4 separate regions of the Sus scrofa genome follow, and all the other regions are linked to region 4. Evidence: chromatin contacts called from public Hi-C and HiChIP or PLAC-seq data. All regions are on one chromosome and are shown on one strand. Each heading gives the region's core, a stretch centred on a gene start, on an enhancer-like site or on the middle of the called end of the contact. The rest is flanking DNA. Distances are from core to core; before and after follow the strand shown.

Evidence for each region. A called contact is a pair of places that touch in the nucleus more often than the background predicts. HiChIP or PLAC-seq counts read pairs in DNA pulled down with a chosen protein or histone mark.
Region 1: a contact with region 4 is called in an H3K27ac HiChIP or PLAC-seq map of skeletal muscle. The contact joins the promoter of DCBLD2 here to the promoter of ST3GAL6 in region 4. A contact is called at or near these places in 5 of 47 Hi-C or Micro-C datasets (embryonic fibroblasts, heart right ventricle, liver and 1 more) and 2 of 2 datasets of contacts at active chromatin or transcription factors (alveolar macrophages and skeletal muscle).
Region 2: a contact with region 4 is called in a Hi-C map of embryonic fibroblasts, with 1.9 times the contacts expected there. The contact joins the enhancer-like site here to the promoter of ST3GAL6 in region 4. A contact is called at or near these places in 2 of 5 promoter capture datasets (fetal liver and liver), 8 of 47 Hi-C or Micro-C datasets (embryonic fibroblasts, fetal heart ventricle, fibroblasts and 4 more) and 1 of 2 datasets of contacts at active chromatin or transcription factors (alveolar macrophages).
Region 3: a contact with region 4 is called in an H3K27ac HiChIP or PLAC-seq map of skeletal muscle. The contact joins the promoter of CLDND1 here to the promoter of ST3GAL6 in region 4. A contact is called at or near these places in 1 of 47 Hi-C or Micro-C datasets (embryonic fibroblasts) and 2 of 2 datasets of contacts at active chromatin or transcription factors (alveolar macrophages and skeletal muscle).

Annotation. Positions count from the first base shown.
Region 1 is chr13:160,062,392-160,065,091 of Sscrofa11.1, reverse strand. DCBLD2 (discoidin, CUB and LCCL domain-containing protein 2) reads right to left here and starts at 1,350. Exons shown (of 16, transcript XM_021070662.1): 1 at 445-1,350. The coding sequence starts at 655.
Region 2 is chr13:159,997,295-159,999,994 of Sscrofa11.1, reverse strand. No RefSeq gene overlaps it. Among named protein-coding and RNA genes, the nearest start is that of DCBLD2, 65 kb to the left of the region's middle. Within about 2 kb of position 1,269, at least 12 of the 83 cell types and tissues checked have an H3K27ac peak or open chromatin away from gene starts, as enhancers often do. A contact at or near this core is called in embryonic fibroblasts, where this site is marked.
Region 3 is chr13:160,396,239-160,398,938 of Sscrofa11.1, reverse strand. CLDND1 (claudin domain containing 1) reads right to left here and starts at 1,415. Exons shown (of 5, transcript NM_001243498.1): 1 at 1,366-1,415.
Region 4 is chr13:160,224,078-160,226,777 of Sscrofa11.1, reverse strand. It overlaps ST3GAL6 (type 2 lactosamine alpha-2,3-sialyltransferase), which reads left to right and starts at 1,441. Exons shown (of 11, transcript XM_021070677.1): 1 at 1,441-2,107.

The sequences.
Region 1 (2,700 bases), core at 101-2,600, 160 kb after region 4:
AAAGATTATCACCACCTGCCTTTCCTGGGTTTAAGATGCTATTTAATTACCTTCCCGTTCTACTCTGCCCATCTATCCATTTAGCTTAACTTGAGGGGAGGTGCTACATCTCCAAAACTTCTCCTTTTCCTCCAAAAGATGTTCCTCAGAAGAACCCAAACCCAAAAGGAGGACTTCACAGCGGGCAGGGTTTCACCTCCTTTTCAGAAAAATGAATGGGCTTCCCAAAAAGTAAAGCCACGCCAACTTGGGGGACACAGACAGCCCACCTTTGCAACTCAGTTAAGCGGGTGCCAAACCAGGTCTGGCCACTCACCGAAGCGCACCGCACCTCCCCGGCGCGCCTGCAGATTCTGCTAAAGGCCGGACACACACCACCCCGAGGCTCCCCCCAACCCCCCCCCCCGCCCCTGGGGCTCCGCGCACTAGTCGGGAACCGCTCACCTTGCTGGGCTCCGGCGTCCTCGAGGAGCAGGAGCAGGATAAGTAAGAGGAGGAGGAACAGAGGCATGGGGAAGGAGGAGGAGTTGGACCGGGGAGGGAGGGGGTAGGAGCGGGAGAGGGGGAGCGCGGCCCGGGCGGGGGCGGCGGCCGCGGCCCGGACTAGAAAAAGAAGAGGGTTATGCCCAGCTCTCACCATCGCCCGGCTCGCCATCCGCCTGCATAGTGCGGGCGCCCCGGAGCCGCGGCACCGGGCGAAGAGTCAAAGGCAGCGGCGGGAGAGCAAGAGGCTGCGCGCGCTTCGCCCCGCGCCGGGAACCCCCTCCGCCCCTCACTCTCCGAAACCTCCTCCTCCTTCGTCCCTTCCCTCCACTCCCCGCCCCAAGACCCCAGGCCGGAGCGCGAGGGAGGGGAGGGAAGGAAGCGGAGTGCTCTAGTCGCAGAAGGCGGCGGCGGCTGCGGCAGCTGAGCTGGGGTACGCGCCTCCCGCGCAGCTTTCCTCAACCCGACTCCTGCCCGCCGCACTAGCCCGGGGTTCCGGCTAGCTGGCTGGCAGACAAGCCGCCAGCTCCCTCGCGCTCCCTCTCGCGCTCGCTGGCCACGCCTGCACAGCCCGCCACAGCCAATCCGCAGTCGGCTCTGGTCCGTCTCCCTCTGCGTTACCCAATCAACGCGCTCTCTCCTTGGTCGACCCGTTAGCTCCCCAGCCCACTCCTAGAGCTCCACCGCCCCTCATCTCTCTCCTCCAATCCCTTACGGCCTTGGGAAGCGTCCCACCCGCCTCCCCCAATCCGGGTTCCGCCCCCAAGTTTGGGCCCCCCGGCGGCCCCCACCCGGCCCGCGCGCCTGTTATTGTTGGGACTGCAGCCCGAGCTGATCCCGCTGAGGCTGCCGCTCGCTCTGGTCAATGACTTCCGGGACGTCCCCCATCCCGCTCCCCCTGCTCCTCCACCCTAGCTTGCTGTTCGCTCCTCCCCCGCCGCACATCAGGCCACTGGAAGGGGTGGGAAACCTGAATCCTGGCTGGTTTTTGCTGGGAGCTGAGTCTAAGGGACTTTATTTATTTATTTATTTATTTATTTATTTATTTATTTATGTAAATAGCAGAATATGTTATTAAAGCTGTAGCTAATTGTTACATCAACTCCGAGTTAGAACAGATAAAGTGTTCGATTTTTAAAATATATGTATTTTCTGTTTCCTGTGCATTTTACTATATTTACTGTACGAGAGGGGCAAAAAGTACATTAACAAGAACCAAACCCCTAAAGCAATTTAAACCTAACATCCTAACATCCACTGAGCCATTCTACCAAGATTGAACACCTGCTGTCTACCTACAAACCCTGTGTAGCCCTAATGAGGAAATCTTCCAGGATCTTGTATTGGGACAGAGATGGAAAAGATCATGAAAGTCAGAATAAAATAAATACTAGTTAGAGTCACAAGTAATTTGATGGAAACTGTAAAGACATGCAGTGACAAAAAGAACTGGTCTTGGCAAAGGGGAATCCACAGGATTTGTTTGTTTTAAGAGAAATGTGCCATCCTGGATATTCTTAGCATGGCCCTCTGAGAGGAGGTTAGTGTTATTAACAAATACAGAAAACTGGAATGGTGGGTCAAGTTGTGTGAGCAACTGAGTTATTTTGGACATCCTGAGTTTGGAATGTCCTTCACAGCTATAGCTATGTGAAGTTATATAACAGGCAGGTGGACATTTTAGTCTAAAGCTCAGGCTGAAGAGTACCTTGAAGTTATGGGTGAGGCTCATAAGCAGATGTCATTTCAACACTATGGAAGAGGCTGATATCCTCAAATGAAAATCTCAGCATTCAAAAGGACTTTGGAGGTCATCACTTTCAACTCCCCTGCTGACTCCTTATGCATTAAACACTTCTACCAGATTTATTCAAAAAGTATTTATTGGATGCTTATTTAACCTACTATGCTTTAGGCCTAAAGGAGACAGTAGGCACATGCAGTTCAATCAGAGGAGCCTACATTTTGCAGGAGGGGCAAACATGTAAACATCCATTGTTGTCAGTGCCGTGTTGGAGGTATGGGCTGATGTCAAATACCAGAGTGGAAGGAGTTCAAGGAACCAGTCATGGACATGAAACTCCAGCTGAGTCCTGAGTGAGGGCACAAAGTGAGGAAGGTGATCTCAGACCAGAGGCAAAGTAGGCTGGCTCACCAGCACCACAGTGAATGATGTACATGTAGCTGATGGGGTTAACTATTGCTGACTGTAACAGG
Region 2 (2,700 bases), core at 20-2,519, 230 kb after region 4:
TGCTTCAGGCTGGTTGAGCTGGTTGCCTCTTTCCAGCATGTAGCCTTAGCCAAAATTCAACAGTATGTGAGGTTGCTGTTGGTTTATCTGTTTCCTAGCAGTTTGGACAGATCAGAGAGAGGTGGTTCTAGTAGAATACCTTCCTTTTGAGTCAGTAACTTATTTGGGGGGCTTCTATGCTGAAATTAGTGCTTCTGTCAGATATAGCTAAAAACAAATGTTAAAAGTCTAGAGTGGGAGTTCCCGTCGTGGCACAGTGGTTAACGAATCTAACTAGGAACCATGAGGTTGCGGGTTCAATCTCTGGCTTTGCTCAGTGGGTTGAGGATCTGGCGTTGTCATGAGCTGTGGTGTAGGTCGTGGACTCGGCTTGGATCTGGCATTGCTGTGGCTCTGGCGTAGGCCGGTGGCTACAGATCCTATTAGATCCCTAGCCTGGGAACCTCCATATGCAGCGGGAAGGGGCCCCGGAAAAGTCAAAAAGACAAATAAATAAATAAATAAATGTCTCTTTTTTTAAAAAAAAGTCTAGAATGATTTCAGTTTATTACAAGTAACTGAGGGACTAATGGGTTGTTCTCCATCAATTCCTTTGCAGCACCCTGATCTGATTAGATAAATTGATTATTCTTTTTGTGTGCTTTTGAAGTAGCAATGATTTTTGTTGAAATATGCCTTTCTTATTACATTTAATCCTTAATAAATATATATCGTTAACAACAAAGGCAAATAACATTTATTGAAGATAAACAATGATTTTTACATGTCATCAATCTTATTAGTTCCACTGTAGATAAGTAATAAAAGTTTGGAAAGGTTATGTAAATTAATCAAGTCAAACCATTAATATTTTTCCTGTCAGGATTCAAGCCCAGATCTTTCTGACCTTGAAATGCAGCTTCTTCTAATGAGAAGAATAAATATTGAAAATTAAAAAAAGAACAATAATTAAATACATATATATAAATAACTAAAAATAATGCCTTGAGGCAAACTTCAAGTTGTAACTTGCCAAAGTCAAATTCTACTTGTTTTTCATGTTTAAGTGAGAAGATATTTTTGTCTCTTGGGGTTAGCACATATTTAGTACTTGATAACATATAATAAGTGAAAGAATGGGTCACAGTTGCACTAGGAAAGAGCTTTGTGTGTGCCTTTCAGAGAGACACTGGAGAGCTCTTTTGGAGCATTTGTACAGTTGTGGTGGCTCTATAGCTGACCACTCATGACTCCTCTGTGGGAAAGGGAGGTGGTTTCCTCTAAGAAGGAGGCTGGGTAATAAGGCCACAGAGGTTTGCTGATACATTTTCTAGGCATGACTTAATGGTCTCTTTAGGAAGTTATTTTGTGGCTTCATAAATAAGATGTTTCTCAGTGTGTCACTGCTACGCACCGTAATCTCTTCCGGTGGAGTTGATGGCTTCCTGATCTGTAGTGAGGGCAATTATTCCCTCGCTGCCAACCCTGATTCAGTATCACTTGACTTGAGTAATGAGCAGAGCAAATAACAATACCTGGAAATCAATTTTTGCAAGGTGTAGGATATCACTAATATTTTGTTTCTGAATAATTGGGGGTATGTGAGATTATCTGAGCATTCTCAGGAATAATTGTCACTACTATCTGCAGGATTAACAGGTGGATGAAAGCTAAAGTATTCTTTTTGCATAGGAGTCACATAATTTCTTTTGTAAGTAGTTTTTTCCCAATAATAAGATAATATATTGGTATTAGAGAATATTACATTGTAAAGAAATGTTGAAAGAAGAGAAAGATGTCGTTTACAATTCCACCAACATAATAAAACAGCTATTGCTAACATTTTGTTGAATTTCCTCCTGGTCTTAGCATTTTTAGTCTTGGCAGCCAAGGTAACACTAACACATAATTTGTACCCCCTTTCTTGGCTCTTCACTTAATATTATTTGAACATTTTCCTAACTTATTAAAAATGCAAAAAATATTCTAAAGGGATTTTAGTTTAATACCATAATTATTTTCAATGCTATTATAAAGCCTTCTAAGTGTATATACATAATGGTTTTGTAATATTTTCTCCTATAAACCAGTCATAATTGTCCAAGGTCACATACCTGATTATTCCCAGAACTAAGACTAGAAACAATTTTCCCTTATTAATCCAAGAGTATAATCCAATCAGTTTTTTTTTTCACATTCTCAGATGAAGGATAATATTAAAAGTAGAAGTGGGATTTTGATTAAAACTAAACCTATTCACTCTTAAAAACGTTTCATGTCCTGTATATTCCATCATTTTTTTATGCTCCCAGAAGAACATTTTGTTTTGAAGGAGTTAAAAGAATTCAGGGAAAGAACAATGCCAGCAGTGCACTCTAATAGGATTTATTTTGCCGGTTAAATAATACATCACCTTCGTGTCTGTACCAGATGGAATATAAGCAGATTTTAAGTGACAAATGATATAATATTATGGCATCTACAATAGGTTTGTGGGACTTGGTTATGCTGTGGGTTTAATTATAACAATTTGATCTATAGTTTGAGCATGAACATTGAGATTCTTTCCCCCTCTGCCAAACTTTCCTTGACATTTTTTATAGATGAAGAAATAGGAATGTGGAAGTATAATCGTTTGTCTGAGGTCACAGAGGGAGATGATTGCACAGCTGGAATGTAAGCCTTGTATGTGACTAAAACCTTGGCTTTGTCCCTCGGGCC
Region 3 (2,700 bases), core at 166-2,665, 170 kb before region 4:
CAAACAACAGACATGCCCAGAGTCAGCAATGTACCTAGCATAAATGGTTAAGGAAAGACTGCAGAGCATTAACTGTTCTGAGTCTGGGTGTGAAAAGGGCAGAGGAAATGTGGTTAGGGCCCCCCCAGAACAAAGGGAAGGCAACGTGGAATCATCAGCATCTGTGTGCGCATGCGTAACTCTGTAGCATAGACCATCTAATCAAATGTATGTTACCCCATAAGGAAGACAAAGGGGCTAAAATGTAAAGGGGCAACTAATGAAGGGTATATAAAGCTACGCCCCCCTGCGCTCTCGGCTCAGCCGATGGATATGAATCCTGAGCCGGTGCAGGCACAAATAAACACTGCTTCCTGGCAATAAGCCTCGGTCCCATCTCTCTGTACGCAAGTCCGCCAACAGAAAAGGAAGCAGAGGAAATCGGCTCCTCCCAGTTTCCTCTGATTAGGGAAACCTTCCAAAACAAGGTTAAGAGTAGAGAGCTATTCAGAAGACAGTTGAAAACGCTTGTTAAACCAGAGAGAAGGTTGTTTCAGGCGCAAGAAATAGAAAAGAGAATAATAATATATAATAATGCTAGATATCAATCTGCCCCTAATCCATTAAAGCTAAACCAAGCTCCTTAACGCTGCCTAAGTCTTCACTCCTATCGACCGTCCTCATTCTTTATACTTTTGAACCTCCTCATCTGCAAACTAAATGATTCCTCCTCAGCCAGAAAGAAAACCCAGAATCGGGCAAAATACAAGCACTCCAAAGGCGTGGACAGGGCTCAACGGCAGTAGTAAATGGCCGCAGTAAAATGACTCAAGCCGGATCAAGCTGAGTCAAATACTGCAAGTATATACCATGACCGCACCAAACACCTTTAAAAGGAGTACGAAAACAGGCTCGCAAACTGGGGCTGCTGAGTTTGGAAAATGGCAAGTGACTCAGGAGAGACCAGAGCAATTACAATAATTAACTTTAACTCCAGAGGTTGGGTTTGTATTTTTATTCTTTTTTAATCCTTTTTCATCCTTGTGCTCTCAAATGACCTTAAAAGGTCCCGGGCACCGGAGCGGCAGTTCGCCCAGGCCGGACGCCTAGCGCTGTCACCTCGCGGGACGCACCTCGTGGCCGGGCGGGGGGTCGAGACTAGCCAGAGCTACGGCCGGGCAGCCCTGCGCGGTCCAGCCAGGGGCCTCAGTGACCGGGGCAGGCCCTTCCCCAGACCGCTCGGCCGAGGGAAAAGCCCCGCAACAGCCCCCCGCTCAGAACCCGCACACCCCGGCCGCGCCCGGGTAGGGGGCCCCTTTTCAAACGGCTGGAAACGTCCAACAGCTACGCGACCCCTGCCGAGCGACGCCGGCCCCGCTCACTCACCGCCCATCCTCCTGCTCCGCCAGCTTCACCCTCAAGCTCAAACCACAGAACCCTACTCTCCCCACGCCTCTTCTGACGCACTTCCCTGCAGAGCCCGCCCCCTCCATAACTCCCGCGCCTCCGCCTCCGCCTCCACCCCGGGCTGGGCCTGGCCACAGAGCCGAGGGGGCTTGTGGGAGTTGTAGGAGGGACAGAGGAAAAGCAGCGAGAGGCAGCGGACGGCATTCCCGGCGCCGCGCGCGGCGAGTTGTGGGAGGTGTAGTTCGGCTCCGGAGGGGCAGTCGGTACGCGAAAGGGAGGTCTGGGCTGTTGGATTCTTATTTTTTACTGAGGAAGGAACGAACGTCCACCAAGTAAGGCGACCTGCCTGGTCACTGATACTCATTAGTTGTGACTTTATGAGTCGGATTTTCCAATCTTGTGTTTTCCTCACCACTACCCTACTTGTGAACAGCAATGAGATTATACTTTCGAGATGATAACCCATTGACTTACTCTCTCACAACCTCGCTCTCATTGCACCAGATAGTCTTTCTGATTTTATTGCTTAAGTTTAGACTAAGAAGGATGTAATCTGACAGACAGTATCCAACTAGCATGTAATGGCATCCTTTGGGTTTCATACAATTTTTGTTTGTTGGCTGCTTTCTCTTTATGGCAAGTGATATTTTCTATTGTAGTAAAGCACCCTTTTAAAATTAATTACAGTTAGTTAAAGAAAAACATTAAGTTAATGCTGAGAGTCCCAGATATGTCAAAAAAAGTGAATAAAAAATTGTTTATATAGTATGAAAAAGACTGAATTTTTGAGAACATTGCCTTAAGCAGAAAGAATCATGCACAACCTGAGAGACTGCAAATGACTTTATGGCTCAGAGAAAACAAAATGAGCCTTCAAGTATTGCATATAAATTCACAGACAGAAAGCAGGGACATCTCTGTAGTGATGTGTATAGACCCATGAATGTGGCATGAGACCAGCAATGATAGGTTTCTCAACAGGTACCTACAGAGACGGCCAACTCAAGGACCAGAGGTGCTGTCAAACCCTACTTCACCCCTCAAATGCCTTCAAATTTAGCTACAGAACAGGAGAAAGGTGGGAGCCCCAGGCTGATACTAAATTTCTACCACCCTGACAGACTGAAGACATAGCTATCTGTTTCTCTATCTTTAGCTATATTTCTTTTGCCTAAGTTGAACTGCTATTCATATCTAACACATAAGTAAAATAAGGTAATAGAATATAATATTCAAATATGACTGGATTTTCATGTAGAATACCTTGCCAGAGGAGAATTGTCAGAGGAACCAACCAGAGAAAATGGTAGCAGT
Region 4 (2,700 bases), core at 192-2,691:
ATTGTACCGAGAATTCTTTCTGTCACCGTCTATTTTAATCCTCCTAACCACCCCTGAAAAGAGGATGTATTATCTCACTTTAGAGGAGACCAAAAAGAAGTCACTGGGGTAAGTCACTTGCTCAAGGTCACTCAGTGGGTCAGTGGAGGAGATGGAATTTCAACTAGGTTAGGGTGAACAGTGCCTTTTTGGACACTACAACTATGAAGAAGTGCAAATGTCACCTAAGAAAATTGGAGGGACTTTCCCCTTTGCGTATGACTGTATAGATCCAAAAGTCTTAGGAAAGCTAGAGGAGAGGAGGTTTAATTTGTGTTTAATTCTGAAAATCATGAACTGGAGTTCCTGTCATGGCTCAGCAGAAATGAATCTGAGCATGAGGACACAGATTCGATCCCTTGTCTTGCTAGTGGGTTAAGGATCTGGCATTGCTGTGGCTGTGGCATAGGCCAGCAGCTACAGCTCTGATTTGACCCCCTAGCCTGGGAACCTCCATATGCCTCGGGTGTGGCCCTAAAAGACAAAAAAAGAAAGAAAGAAAGAAAGAAAGAAAGAAAGAAAGAAAGAAAGAAAGAAAGAAAGAAAGAAAATCCTGAACAAGAGAAGAATAATAAACTTAGGAGAACCTAAAAGAGCAAAGTAACCTCAAGAAAAATGGGCCCAAATAGACAAATTCCATAAACACTTTTCACTACTCTGATGTCTCAGGAACCATGTTTAAAACTGCAAAATCTGTGTGGGTTCCATCAGAGGCAATTTGTAGAAAAGGAAATGATAGGGATTTCTGGACCCTCTGAATTTTTTGATAGTAGACCTGGGAAAATAACAAGTGCTCCTAGGGCTGTTGTCAAAATTAACACAAACACCACAAGGTCCATCACAGATGAAGTGGTGACACATTACTCACTTTTTTTTGGTCTTTTTTTTTTTTTTTTTTTTTTTTGCTATTTCTTTGGGCCACTCCTGTGGCATATGGAGGTTCCCAGGCTAGGGGTCGAATTGGAGCTGTAGCTGCTGGCCTACACCAGAGCCACAGCAAAACCAGATCTGAGCCATGTCTGCAACCTACACCACAGCTCACAGCAATGCCAGATCCTTAACCCACTGAGCAAGGCCAGGGATCGAACCCGCATCCTCATGGATACTAGTTGGGTTTGTTACCGCTGCACCACAACGGGAACTCCCTTTTTTGGTCTTTTTAGGGTTGCACCCAGGGAATATGGAAGTTCCCAGGATAGGGGTCTATTCGGAGCTACAGCTGCTGGCCTATGCCACAGCCACAGCAACACCAGATCCGAGCCACCTCTGTGACCTATACCACAGCTCACGGCAAGAGTCAGAGCCTTAACCCACTGAGTGAGGCCAGGGATCAAACCCACAACCTCATGTTCCTAGTCGGATTTGTTTCCGCTGCACCTCAAGGGGAACTCCACATTACTTACTTTGAATTGCACCCAAATCTGTGGCTCTTCTTCCTGGAGTCATCTGACAGAATGTGATGATGATGTTCAGTGCTCAAAGTCTGGAGTTACTAGTTGAATGTTACTAAACAGCGAGTTATTTCACAAACACTGAAATTTAAAAAGTATTCACAGCTATCCAAGTATGAAGTCATTATTAATATATGCTTTTATCAAGGAAGACCAACTTTAACAAGAGAAGAAAATGCACATCTCACCTTGGTTCTACTCCCTACAGTAATGTTTCCGCCAAAAGAGAAAAAAGCACTAATACATTTGTCCTTGAAAGGGCAGATCCCAGAAACACGGATCTCTCTGACCGCCCCCTCCCTTTCTGCTGGGGACCAAACCGCCTTGCCCCTCCTGGTGTCACCAAAGTCCACAGAGAGTCAAGCAAAAGTGTTTACTTGTGCTGCCTGCCAGCCGGGTGGGGCGGGGGGAGGTACCTGAGCTGCCCCTAGCTTTGGTCTCTGCAGCCTTCCAAACAAATCTAGGAGGGATGGCAGAGTCTCCTAGGCTGTGCAACTTGATCCTCCTACCTTGTCCTGAAGCCACCCGCCGCTTTTTCCCTGCCCTCCCCTCGTGGTGATTTTCCTGTCCCGGACTCCAGGAGAGGGCGCGCGGCGGGAGTCTGCCCAGCCGGAAAGGTAGGAGCTTGGCCGCGCTCCTGCCTCGCCTGCCCCGGCGCCCCAACGCCTCCCTCCGCATTGCACCTTCCTCAGCCAACTTGCGGGCGGCCACGGCCACCACGCATCTGGCGCCAGCCGCCCAGCAGGAGGAGCTTCCCCGCGGCTCCCGAGGCTTTCCACGCTTTTGACTGGATCGAGAGCCAGGAGCTGCGGGCAGCGCACGCGCTGGTGGGCGCCTCGGACTCCGGGCGGCGCTGCATCCTTCCCTGCTTCCCGGCAGGGTCCAAGGAGACTGATTCCTCCCTGTGCCGCCCCTGAGCCGCGCCACCTTCCTCCAGTTCCGCCAGCCGCGGGCTTCGGCGGCCCGATGCTGCAGGCGCCGAGGGAGAGGCAGCAGCTGGCTGGAGAGAGCGGCGGCGGGCGCGTCGAAAGCAGAGGGCCCCCGGCCCGGGAGTCCGGGGCGTTTCTGTGGTCTTCGCGCCTAGGCCTCGGCGGGTAACTCTCTCCGGTCCTCTTTGCTGCGGATTTGCATCTCCGGGGAAGGGAGGTTGGGGTGCGGGGAGACCCGCGGGCTTCGCAGCCTCTTCGACTGAGGGTCGGGGTGGAGGGCG